Linked DNA regions of Mus musculus: all the other regions are linked to region 2. The links are chromatin contacts, called in public Hi-C and HiChIP or PLAC-seq maps. All regions are on one chromosome and are shown on one strand. Each heading gives the region's core, a stretch centred on a gene start, on an enhancer-like site or on the middle of the called end of the contact. The rest is flanking DNA. Distances are from core to core; before and after follow the strand shown. Region 1 overlaps Dpyd (dihydropyrimidine dehydrogenase). Region 2 has its middle 3.1 kb from the start of Mir137. Region 3 holds the start of Dpyd (dihydropyrimidine dehydrogenase).

Region 1 (3,098 bases), core at 342-2,841, 150 kb before region 2:
CCTGTGATTGGACAGGGAGAAGGGAGGCGGAGCTAAGAGAGACAGAGAGCATCTCAGAGTAGGAGGAGAAGGAACAAGATGGCTGTAGACATGTATCTGCATGATGCTTTCCAGCCAGAGTTGCTATGATTAAACAAGGTTAGAAATATTGGGATAAAGCATGTATCATTATTAATTGGCTCTGAAATTATTGTATTGGCATCTTGTAAATTGCGATATTATTGCTATAGAAAGCTGATTGGTTAATTAAGCATTAAGAGTCTTGATTCTACCTGGGTACTGGGTATTGAAATGTATTGGCAGACCATGGGGTGCATGGCAGCGAGAGGAACTCGGGGCCCTGCTGGAAAGATGACCCATCGGGAGCCCTATGGTGCAGCATGGCTGGAGAGTTGGCTGGCTGGCAGGAGCTCAGAAGCGTGGTCTAGCACCGCAGACAACTGGCGGGTTCATTTTTTAATAGTTCCCTCAACAATTATATTTCTTACTGAAATATAATTTATATAATTATAATATATAATATATAATTTATTTCTTTATGAAGGGAAAAGTGTGTTTTAATTCAAATATATCTATCCTTAAAGATAGTTTATTACTTTTAAAGTTAAAAAAATTAATCAAAACTTTTACACACATGTCCTTTTGAACACACATGCATAAATATGTAGACATATTCATGTGATCACTCCATCCTGCATCTAATATAAGGCTATCCTAGGAAAACCATCGTTTGACAGTCTGGTCTGCCACAGTCATTCTACAGGGGAGGACCAAAAACACTGATACAATAAGACCATCTCCATTCTACAGACAGGTAGACAGGTGCAGTGTCACTGTTACATTTACCCATTTAAGGTATTGACCTGAGATTTGGGGAGGCTGTTTATTCAAAACTGGACCCTGCAGTTCTTTCCAAAAAACCTAAGAGCTCATGGAGAGGTCAGACTAGAATCCATGAAGAAGTAGCAAATAGAAACTAATTACTTCTGTGAGTAAGCAGCACATGGGTGCCTTAGTGACTTGGAGCTTAGTGATCAGTGTATGGACACTGTGCAGAGGGGGCAAGCAGTCACACCTCTATCCAGTTTCTATATTTGCTCTGGAAAGTCGCTTTCTGTCAAAAAAAAAAAAAAAACCAAAAAACAAAAAACAAACATGTTTTTTGGAAGTGAACTTGGGTCCTCTGGAAGAACAGCAAGTACTCTGAACCACTCAGCCATTTCTCCAGCCGCTGAAGTCATAAATTTTTTTGTTGTTGTTGTTGGGTTTTTTTAACAAGTTTTAGATCTTCACTAATGATTATGAAAATAATTTAGCAATTAAATCTGAGAAATGAAAAGAAGCTTAACACAAGTTGACACAAAGACATGTACATTTTACTGTGAGCAATGTTATAATTTATCCCTAAAGATCTAAAGAAGAAACTGAATGCTCTTTTTTTTTAATTACAGAAATTACACTTCTTTTTTTTTTAAACTCCAGCATTGCTCAATGAAAAGAAGGTCTCCCAAAGCTCTGAAGCTACTGTAAAAAGAAAGAGTCGGAGGCAGGTAGGTATTGAACTCACTCCCTGAGGGCACTGGTATACCAGCTTGAGCTCCCTGGACACTGCCACCTCCCCAGCTGTGCTCTCCTTTTCACTGATAATTATCAAGCAGACTGGGGGATCTGTCTCTAATTTCAAATTAAACATAGCATTGTCTGAAGCTGGAGAGACAGCTTAGGGAGCCAGCATGGTGATCTGAGTTCAATTTGCAGAACCCATGTAAAATAAGCTGGGTGTGCTACAGCATATTTACAAACGCCATATTAAAGAGGGGAATATAGGAGAACCCTCTGGACTTGATAGCCAGAGAGCCTATCATAATCAGTGAGGTCCAGGCCTGTAAGAGACCCTGTCTCAAAAGAAAACTAGAAAAAAAAATAACACAAACAACAAAAACTGGTGGCTGCTGCCTGAGGAACAACATTTGAGGGTGGCATTTGTATACACACCAACATATGTGTATACACATGTACATGCACATAAGCAAGTATATACACAAAAGTATCCTCTATAAATTCACAAAATATGGATTAATCCACATCTGTAATCCACAAATTAAGGACTTCAGCCACCTATAGCAGGACTTGACTTTCCCTGGTGCTCAGACAAGATATTGGTGCAATAGTGGTACAACCATTATAAGAATAACCAACCACTTTCTGGTTGGATATAGATTGCACTTCAAAAGATGAAATCCAGACCTGGCACTATTGTCAGGCCAAGAACCTATGGCTAGACAGGTCATTGGCCTGAAGGGTGTGCCTATTACTATTATTCTTATAAATGGCATAGCATTAAACTAACTCCAATTGACTTACTAGTAAACCCATGGGTTAATGGAGCTCTCTCAATCCTGGGCAAAGATGATTAACATACTAACCAACAACTAACCAAGGTGCAGAAAATTCAAGATTGCGCCTTCCGCTCGACTCGTGACTCGAACCCCGGGCTACCTTGCCAGCAGAGTCTTGCCCAACACCCGCAAGGGTCCACACAGGACTCCCCACGGGACCCTAAGACCTCTGGTGAGTGGACCACAGTGCCTGCCCCAATCCAATCACGCGGAACTTGAGACTGCGGTACATAGGGAAGCAGGCTACCCGGGCCTGATCTGGGGCACAAGTCCCTTCCGCTTGACTCGAGACTCGAGCCCCGGGCTACCTTGCCAGCAGAGTCTTGCCCAACACCCGCAAGGGCCCACACGGGACTCCCCACGGGACCCTAAGACCTCTGGTGAGTGGACCACAGTGCCTACCCCAATCCAATCGCGTGGAACTTGAGACTGCAGTACATAGGGAAGCAGGCTACCCGGGCTTGATCTGGGGCACAAACCCCTTCCACTCCACTCGAGCCCCGGCTACCTTGCCAGCTGAGTCGCCTGACACCCGCAAGGGCCCACACAGGATTCCACACGTGATCCTAAGACCTCTAGTGAGTGGAACACAACTTCTGCCAGGAGTCTGGTTCGAACACCAGATATCTGGGTACCTGCCTTGCAAGAAGAGAGCTTGCCTGCAGAGAATACTCTGCCCACTGAAACTAAGGAGAGTGC
Region 2 (3,453 bases), core at 824-3,323:
CTGGTTGTAATTTAAGGTACTTAGGATGTACCTGCTCTCATTATTATTTTTTGATATAACACTTCTCCAGGTAGACCAACTCATCCTTTTCCTGACACATCACTTACAAGTAGAAAAACCAACATGAATTCCAGGTCTTATGATTTAATGTTTGCCTGAAATAACTCAAAAGAAAAATAGTACTTCTCACCGACTATAGCCTATCTTTGCAGTTATCTTTTTAGGTAACTCCATTTACCAAAAGATTCAAGCCAGTGAAACAATTAATAAATACTATTTTCTGCCATTACCCAATATAGATATAAAATGGAGCTTTTCTCTGGTACTACAACCAGTAGAAAAAAAATCAAGAAAGCTGACAGGTTCCCTTTAGCCTGAACTCCTAGAAACAAAAGCCCTTAGGGGAAGTAAGGCAATAGTCTATGAGCAACGTGTGCATTTCCTTCTTTACTCTTTTATTTAAAATCTCAACTGCCTCTGAAAGGAAAACAAAACACATTGCACAGATAGGATTTGATTTACTAAATGGAATGGTTTTCAAGTCAGAAGCATGGTCAAGGCACACATACACATACACACACCTCGCATACACACGTTCTCCTCATGCTGTAGAATCATGGCATAAATGCCCACACAGCTTTTCAATGCTTTCCAAGTTCTTTCCCTTAGTTTATCAGGATTACAAGAAAAATCACACACACGCACACACACACACACACACACACACACACACACAAGAACACACACATACACACACACACAAGAACACACAGAGAGACCCACAGACTAGCATGCTTTAAGAAAAAAAATCTGGAACAAGACAGGCGATAGGTTTTCTTCCTAACCAAGCAACAGAGTCAGCCCTTTCCCTACATACCAAATGCTCCACACTTCAGCACCTGGACCAGTGGACAGCTCAGCCCAAGCGGACAGCCTGCAGCACTCCCACCAGAACTGACGCTCCGAGCTCTAACCACAGCTCTTGTGCTTCAGCGGGGCAGCCTGACTTACGAGAACACCATTTCCTACGAGACCACTGCCGCTGGGTGCATATTCAATTCAAACCTCCTTAAGCTGTCGGATTTCCCCCACCCATCCACTCTCCCCACCCCCCTCCACCCTCCACACAAAAAAACGGAAAAGGGAAAAAGCCCAATACTACCAGGGCGTTTGTTGATCAACTTACACTTTCCTCTCGAATATTTAGGTACCGCTATCGGAGCAATAGCAGCGGAGGCTTAGGTCCGCATTAAGTACCTTTGTTCGTCGACTCCTGCAAGCCATGTTTATTAGAATCTACAATTCCCTCGCGCCCTAATAACTGAAGGTGTGTTTTTCGGGCAAGGGGTGCTTTCAGCACCTTTTGATCTCTCAAGGCCACTGCCACTATGGCAGTGTTCCTCTGTACTTCCCCACCCTGTCCCCCACTCCCCAACACCCATCCTAGCTAAACGCTTGGTAATTAAAAACCAAATATTCATAAAGCGAGCTACAAAAAAAAAAATCGGTTTAGGAAATAAGGCAATTAAGCTAAAGCAGAAATATTCTCATTCTCTCTCTCTCTCTCTCTCTCTCTCTCTCTCTCTCTCTCTCTCTCTCTCTCCTCTCTTCTCCCCTCCCTCCTTAACTCCCTCCTCCCTTCTTCTATCTCTCCTTCCCTCTCAAGTAGAAAAGGGAAAACACGAAGGAGAGGGGAAAAAAATCGGGAGGAGGGTGGTAGTGGACTCCTACAATCAATGGCAAAACACTATACACATCGTCACCGAGTAACACTCTCTGTCTCAGACAAAAAGAAACCCATTTACCGATGTAAACATAGTCGCCCTCTCCCACACATCCTACATCCTATGCGTTTGCTGAGATTTGTCTGCAGTATCGCAGGTATAGCAAAGTAACTGTCACAAATCCGTCTAGAATGAAGTGCTTACCCTCTAAATCCAGGTTGCCGGCTGAACTCCAACTGTGTGCAGAAGCCAGGAGTCATCGGATGGGCGGCGAGGCAGGCTTGGGCAGTGGGAGCCGCTGCTCTCTGAGCGCCCGGTTACAGTGTTAACAAGCCCTGGGAAGGGACCTTGTCGCCTCTCGCTGGCTGTGCCCCAGTGCCTTCGCGTGGTGGCGGCTTGCTCATGCTTCGGAGGAGTCCCAGGCGAGAGCCTTCAGCTGATGCGAGCTTCCAGAAAGGCGTGGGGAAGGGGGGAAAATCATCTAATGCAATCAAATCGATCTGATCCACACCATCTGTCGCCTGCCACTATACACAAACGTTAAAATAGGAAAACGGAAAACACTGACAGCCCAAGAGGCTTGGTCTGCAAAGAGTTCATTTTTAGCAAAGCATAATTGGGTATGGTCGGCGTACAGTTACAAAAAGCCGCTGTTAACCATCCAGTAGTGGACCCCGAACATGCTAATGGTGGATTAATTGAGGAAGATCTGACGTGTGAGCTTCATAGTCTCTTATTCATGACTTCCCAATGGGAAAGGACCAATGCCTTGTGGGACTATGGTAACATACAGTCAAAAAGCTGCTAAGAAAATGGCTGTGTGTTCACAGCACCTCTCTCTGATAACAAACATATGTCGACTAAAACGGTTTAGTAGAATGGGAGGGGGGGTTGGAGAATAGAATTTTCATTCCCTGTGTAAGCAACCCCCATATTCTTTCCTTAAAGAAAAGCAAAAAAGATATATACAACATCTTTAGCATACTGGAGAGAAAAAAAATGATGCCTTTAAAGCCTTTTTTTTTAATTTTTAATTTTTAAAATCAGCACCAAACTGTCACAGAAAAGAAAAGGAGCACTTATATAGCAGTTCTTAAAAAAAAAAAAAAACTATCATGCGTTTTCTTACTGTGATCAAAATACATGCAAAGCATATGCTGTATATAAAAACAATCTAGTAAATACCACTAGCTTTGACTAGGGGTTATTTTTTCCAGGTACCCTCTATGACTTATTGAAATCAGATCAGGATGCCTTTTTGAGAAACATTTTGTATCATTTAAAATTGATGGGGGACAGTTTTTAAAAATTAAGTTTTATAGTCCCTCCTCCCACCCATACACTGTTTGATGTGTCTCTGATCTAAACTAAACATTTGATAGGAGTGATATGGCAATGTGGGAAAGGGTAGAGATGTCAGGAAGAGGAAAAGGATGTATACTATCAATAATCAATAAATTCTACTCTATTTTTAATAGAAAAATAGGGAAATAAAATATATCACACCCTGTTAATTGTGATATTTAAATGCATACCATTATTCAAAATTAATGTTTTATGTATGGAGGGAGAACATATTTCAAACAGTGTGTGACTGTCCCTCACCTATTTGCAATTTTCAGATATTTTTAGAGGAACATCATAAGAGAGTTTCTTCTATATACGTGTAGCATTCTTTTATTACCTGTTATAAATAGGCTACACTTCTCTGATTTTCACATCCATTTGA
Region 3 (3,105 bases), core at 427-2,926, 130 kb before region 2:
ACCTCACCGGCATCATTTTCCTCATAAGAATACAGATAAGAACTGCTTTTTCAAGACAAGCACATGAGAAACAACATAAAACATGAAGTCAGCTAAGCTTGAAACACTCTTCTGAAATTAAACAAAAGCCATCCGATCTGTGACACCCTGATTCCTGACAACTGTAAAGCCTGGATGCTGCCAAAGGATTGCTAACTGATTTACTTTAACAAAACCAAAAATGTCCCAGGGGTGTTAAATCAAAGATAGTACCCAGAGACCATGACTTCGATCAGACATGGTAGGTATCCTGTGCCCTGCATGCACACACATATAGTTCATTATATCAGTCATATTGTTCAATAGCCAAGAAAGAAATTGTGAAGAAAAGTCTAAGTAAACTACACAGAGAAAGAAGTCAACACGTTATCCTTTGCTCTTACTGCTACAGTGGATTTATCAAAGGAAAATATGAAGGCTCTTAGAACACTATCAGCTTTCTTTTAAGAGCATATAAAGGTTCATTATCACTGACGGCAGGGTGCGGGGAGAGCAGGGTGCAGAAGAAAACCAGTTAGCTATCCTGCTGCAAACAGGTGTCTTTAAACTTGTATTTAAAGAGCAGAACAAACGGGGGAGGGGGAGGGGGAGGGGGAGGGGGAGGGGGAGGGGGAGGGGGAGGGGGAGGGGAAAGGGTGTGTTATTTCTAAGCAAACACACAGAAGGTGGGAAAAGGGGGCCGGGCAGGAGGGAAGGAAACAGTAAGGGAAGAGAACACGAATATTCTACAAAAGTTTTGTTTTGCTTTTATCTCGAAGAAAATTCCCTAAACAAAACGGAACTGAAACCTGAGAGACACAGGCTTTGATTCAGCGTGATTAAAATCACGGCCATAACTCAAATCTTTCTCCCAACACACACATTAAAGTATATAGAACTCAGAGGAAAAATTTTTTGCTATTTCAGGTAGGGGATCGTTCTCAGAAAAATGAGATTTTTGGAAGAAACAGAGAACAAGAGAGAATCAAACACTGTTGAGAGGAGAGAACAGAGCAGTTTGTGTATCTCTTTCCGGGGAGGTCGCACTTTCCAATGTCTTCTGTACTTCGTTCCATTTTTTCCAAATGTGAAATTAAGTGGTAAACAATACCAGGGCCAGCGCCGCTCGAAACAGCGGCCTGGATCTTGGATTTCTATGCTCCACTTTTGCATACTGCGGGGCTTTGTTATTATAGGTGGGTCACTGGGTGGTTGTCCCACAAAACCACGGAGGGGACAGAGGAGGAGTTAGAGGGTTCCCTGGGCGGGAAGTGGAGCTACTGTCCCCTGGAGTCCAAGCCTCTGCACTCTGAGCCTCTGGGTCACTATGACTTAGGGCAGAGAGAGACGGCCACTTTTAAGTCTCCTACGAAGTAACCAGGTCCTGGTGCCGGAGTACAGTGTCCAGCCTGGTCCGCAAGTCTCTCCCGGGGAAACTTCGCGGATCTCCAGCTCTGTCCCGGGTGCGCCCCCGGGCCTCCCGCCCCTCTGTGACCCTCCCACCCCAGGGCCGCGGTCGGTACCTCGATGTCCGGCGCGTCCCTGCTCAGCACACCCGCCATGGCAGCGCTTTCTGGCCTCAGACTCCCGCACACAGACCCTCCCTCTGCTGCAGCAGCCTCCAGCCCCGCACCAAAGCCTCAGCTTGCCCCAGCACTGGTGCACTGACTGCCCGAGCCAAGGCAATATGGAAGGGGCGGGGCTATGCTAAAGACACGCCTCTGGGGCGGGGCAACGCTCAAGGCACGCCTCACAGCCACACCGTTCCACTGGTCCCAAGCTGCCGGGCTCTGTTCCAGAGAATTTCTGGTTGTGCTGGCCTTTGCTCCCCAAGGTTGAGTTTGGTAGGCGGGTTTAGGTGTCAGAGATCCCCAGAATTAAAAGCAAACAATTGCGTCTTTGATGTTCTTCTGAGTTCTGAGCCCTGCAACGTGCAGAAACAAAGATTAAAGAATAAGATGTCCCAGAACTCTCCAGGGACCAGGGAGTACCTGTGTTCCTCTGGCCACCAGCAAATAGGCTGGAAGGATTTTTGAAGCTGTTCTGGGGGAGTAGTAGTATTGGGGAGCCTAGGGCACAAGAAGACAGACAGACATCAGTATCCACAGTCTAGAACAGCCTATAGTGAGATGGTTCTCAACCTTCCTCATGCTGCGACCCTTTAATCTGTTCCTTATGTGTGGTAATCCCCATCCATAAAATTATTTCATTGATATTCCAAAATCATAATTTTGCCATTATAAGTAGTAATGTAGATACTTGTGTTTTCCAATGATCTTAGGTGACCCCTGTGAAAGGGTCTTTCCACTCCCAAAAGAGTCCCAGAGGGGTCTCCATGCACATGTTGAGAGCTACTACTTTAGTGAAAGGGTATCTGTAGAGGATCAAGGCTTTCTTTCTGCATGGCAGTCCATGCCTATTTTTTTAAAAATATATAGTAATATTCTAAAATGTGACGTTCATAAATATGAACAGGGGTTGTTTATTTTGTGCATTTGGTCACATAGTTGGTAGGGAGAAACAATGATGTCATCAGACTAGTCCTCTCCTCAACTTTGTGGCAGCCTAGGCGCCAGACCATTTTCTAAGTCGGACATCTTCTCTCATGGTGCTATCTGTTTCTTTTAAGGCACACAGGGCACTTCGTCCTATTGGCTAGATCATGATAATTTTGGAATCATATGATTCCCTCCTCGCTGGTATTTTTCGTTACTTTATCCATTTTCTTTTAATTCGACATGTACTTAACGCTTCGTTTTGTTTTCAGTGTAACACTGCCATGTTGGGTTTTCTAGATGTGGTCTTCAAGAAGGCTCATCACTGCTCTGACAACAAGACTGGCAGGACACAAACTGTGGTGCCTGCACTTGGCAGAAAAAGAGGAACACATGGGGGGCAGTCTTGGATGCCTGGAGAGGGCTTATAGTACAAACCACCTGGTTACCTTTAAGGTCTTGAAACTTCCAGTGGTTGGACACATATTGTCCCTTCAATCAACTATTAGCACACACAAAAATTAATAATAATAATAATAATAACAACAACAACAACAATAAAAGCTAGAGGGTTAAATAGAACCCCCAGATT

The links. Hi-C and Micro-C count contacts between places; a contact is called where the count stands out from the background. HiChIP or PLAC-seq counts read pairs in DNA pulled down with a chosen protein or histone mark.
Region 1: a Hi-C map of liver shows a contact between it and region 2, with 2.6 times the contacts expected there. The contact joins two enhancer-like sites. A contact is called at or near these places in 7 of 39 promoter capture datasets (the 3T3-L1 cell line, the HPC-7 cell line, hippocampal neurons and 3 more), 3 of 484 Hi-C or Micro-C datasets (all in liver) and 1 of 115 datasets of contacts at active chromatin or transcription factors (liver).
Region 3: a contact with region 2 is called in an H3K27ac HiChIP or PLAC-seq map of hepatocytes, with 6 times the contacts expected there. The contact joins the promoter of Dpyd here to the enhancer-like site in region 2. A contact is called at or near these places in 1 of 39 promoter capture datasets (liver), 20 of 484 Hi-C or Micro-C datasets (the N1E-115 cell line, embryonic stem cells, extraembryonic endoderm stem cells and 4 more), 4 of 115 datasets of contacts at active chromatin or transcription factors (embryonic stem cells, hepatocytes and liver) and 2 of 9 other capture datasets (adipose tissue and liver).

Annotation. Positions count from the first base shown.
Region 1 is chr3:118,577,609-118,580,706 of GRCm38.p6, reverse strand. All of the region lies in intron 1 of Dpyd (dihydropyrimidine dehydrogenase), which reads right to left. Among named protein-coding and RNA genes, the nearest start is that of Dpyd, 17 kb to the right of the region's middle. Within about 2 kb of position 1,591, at least 3 of the 459 cell types and tissues checked have an H3K27ac peak or open chromatin away from gene starts, as enhancers often do. A contact at or near this core is called in liver, where this site is marked.
Region 2 is chr3:118,429,036-118,432,488 of GRCm38.p6, reverse strand. No RefSeq gene overlaps it. Among named protein-coding and RNA genes, the nearest start is that of Mir137, 3.1 kb to the left of the region's middle. Within about 2 kb of position 2,073, at least 40 of the 459 cell types and tissues checked have an H3K27ac peak or open chromatin away from gene starts, as enhancers often do. A contact at or near this core is called in the N1E-115 cell line, hepatocytes and liver, where this site is marked.
Region 3 is chr3:118,560,751-118,563,855 of GRCm38.p6, reverse strand. It overlaps Dpyd (dihydropyrimidine dehydrogenase), which reads right to left and starts at 1,676. Exons shown (of 23, transcript NM_170778.3): 1 at 1,542-1,676. The coding sequence starts at 1,580.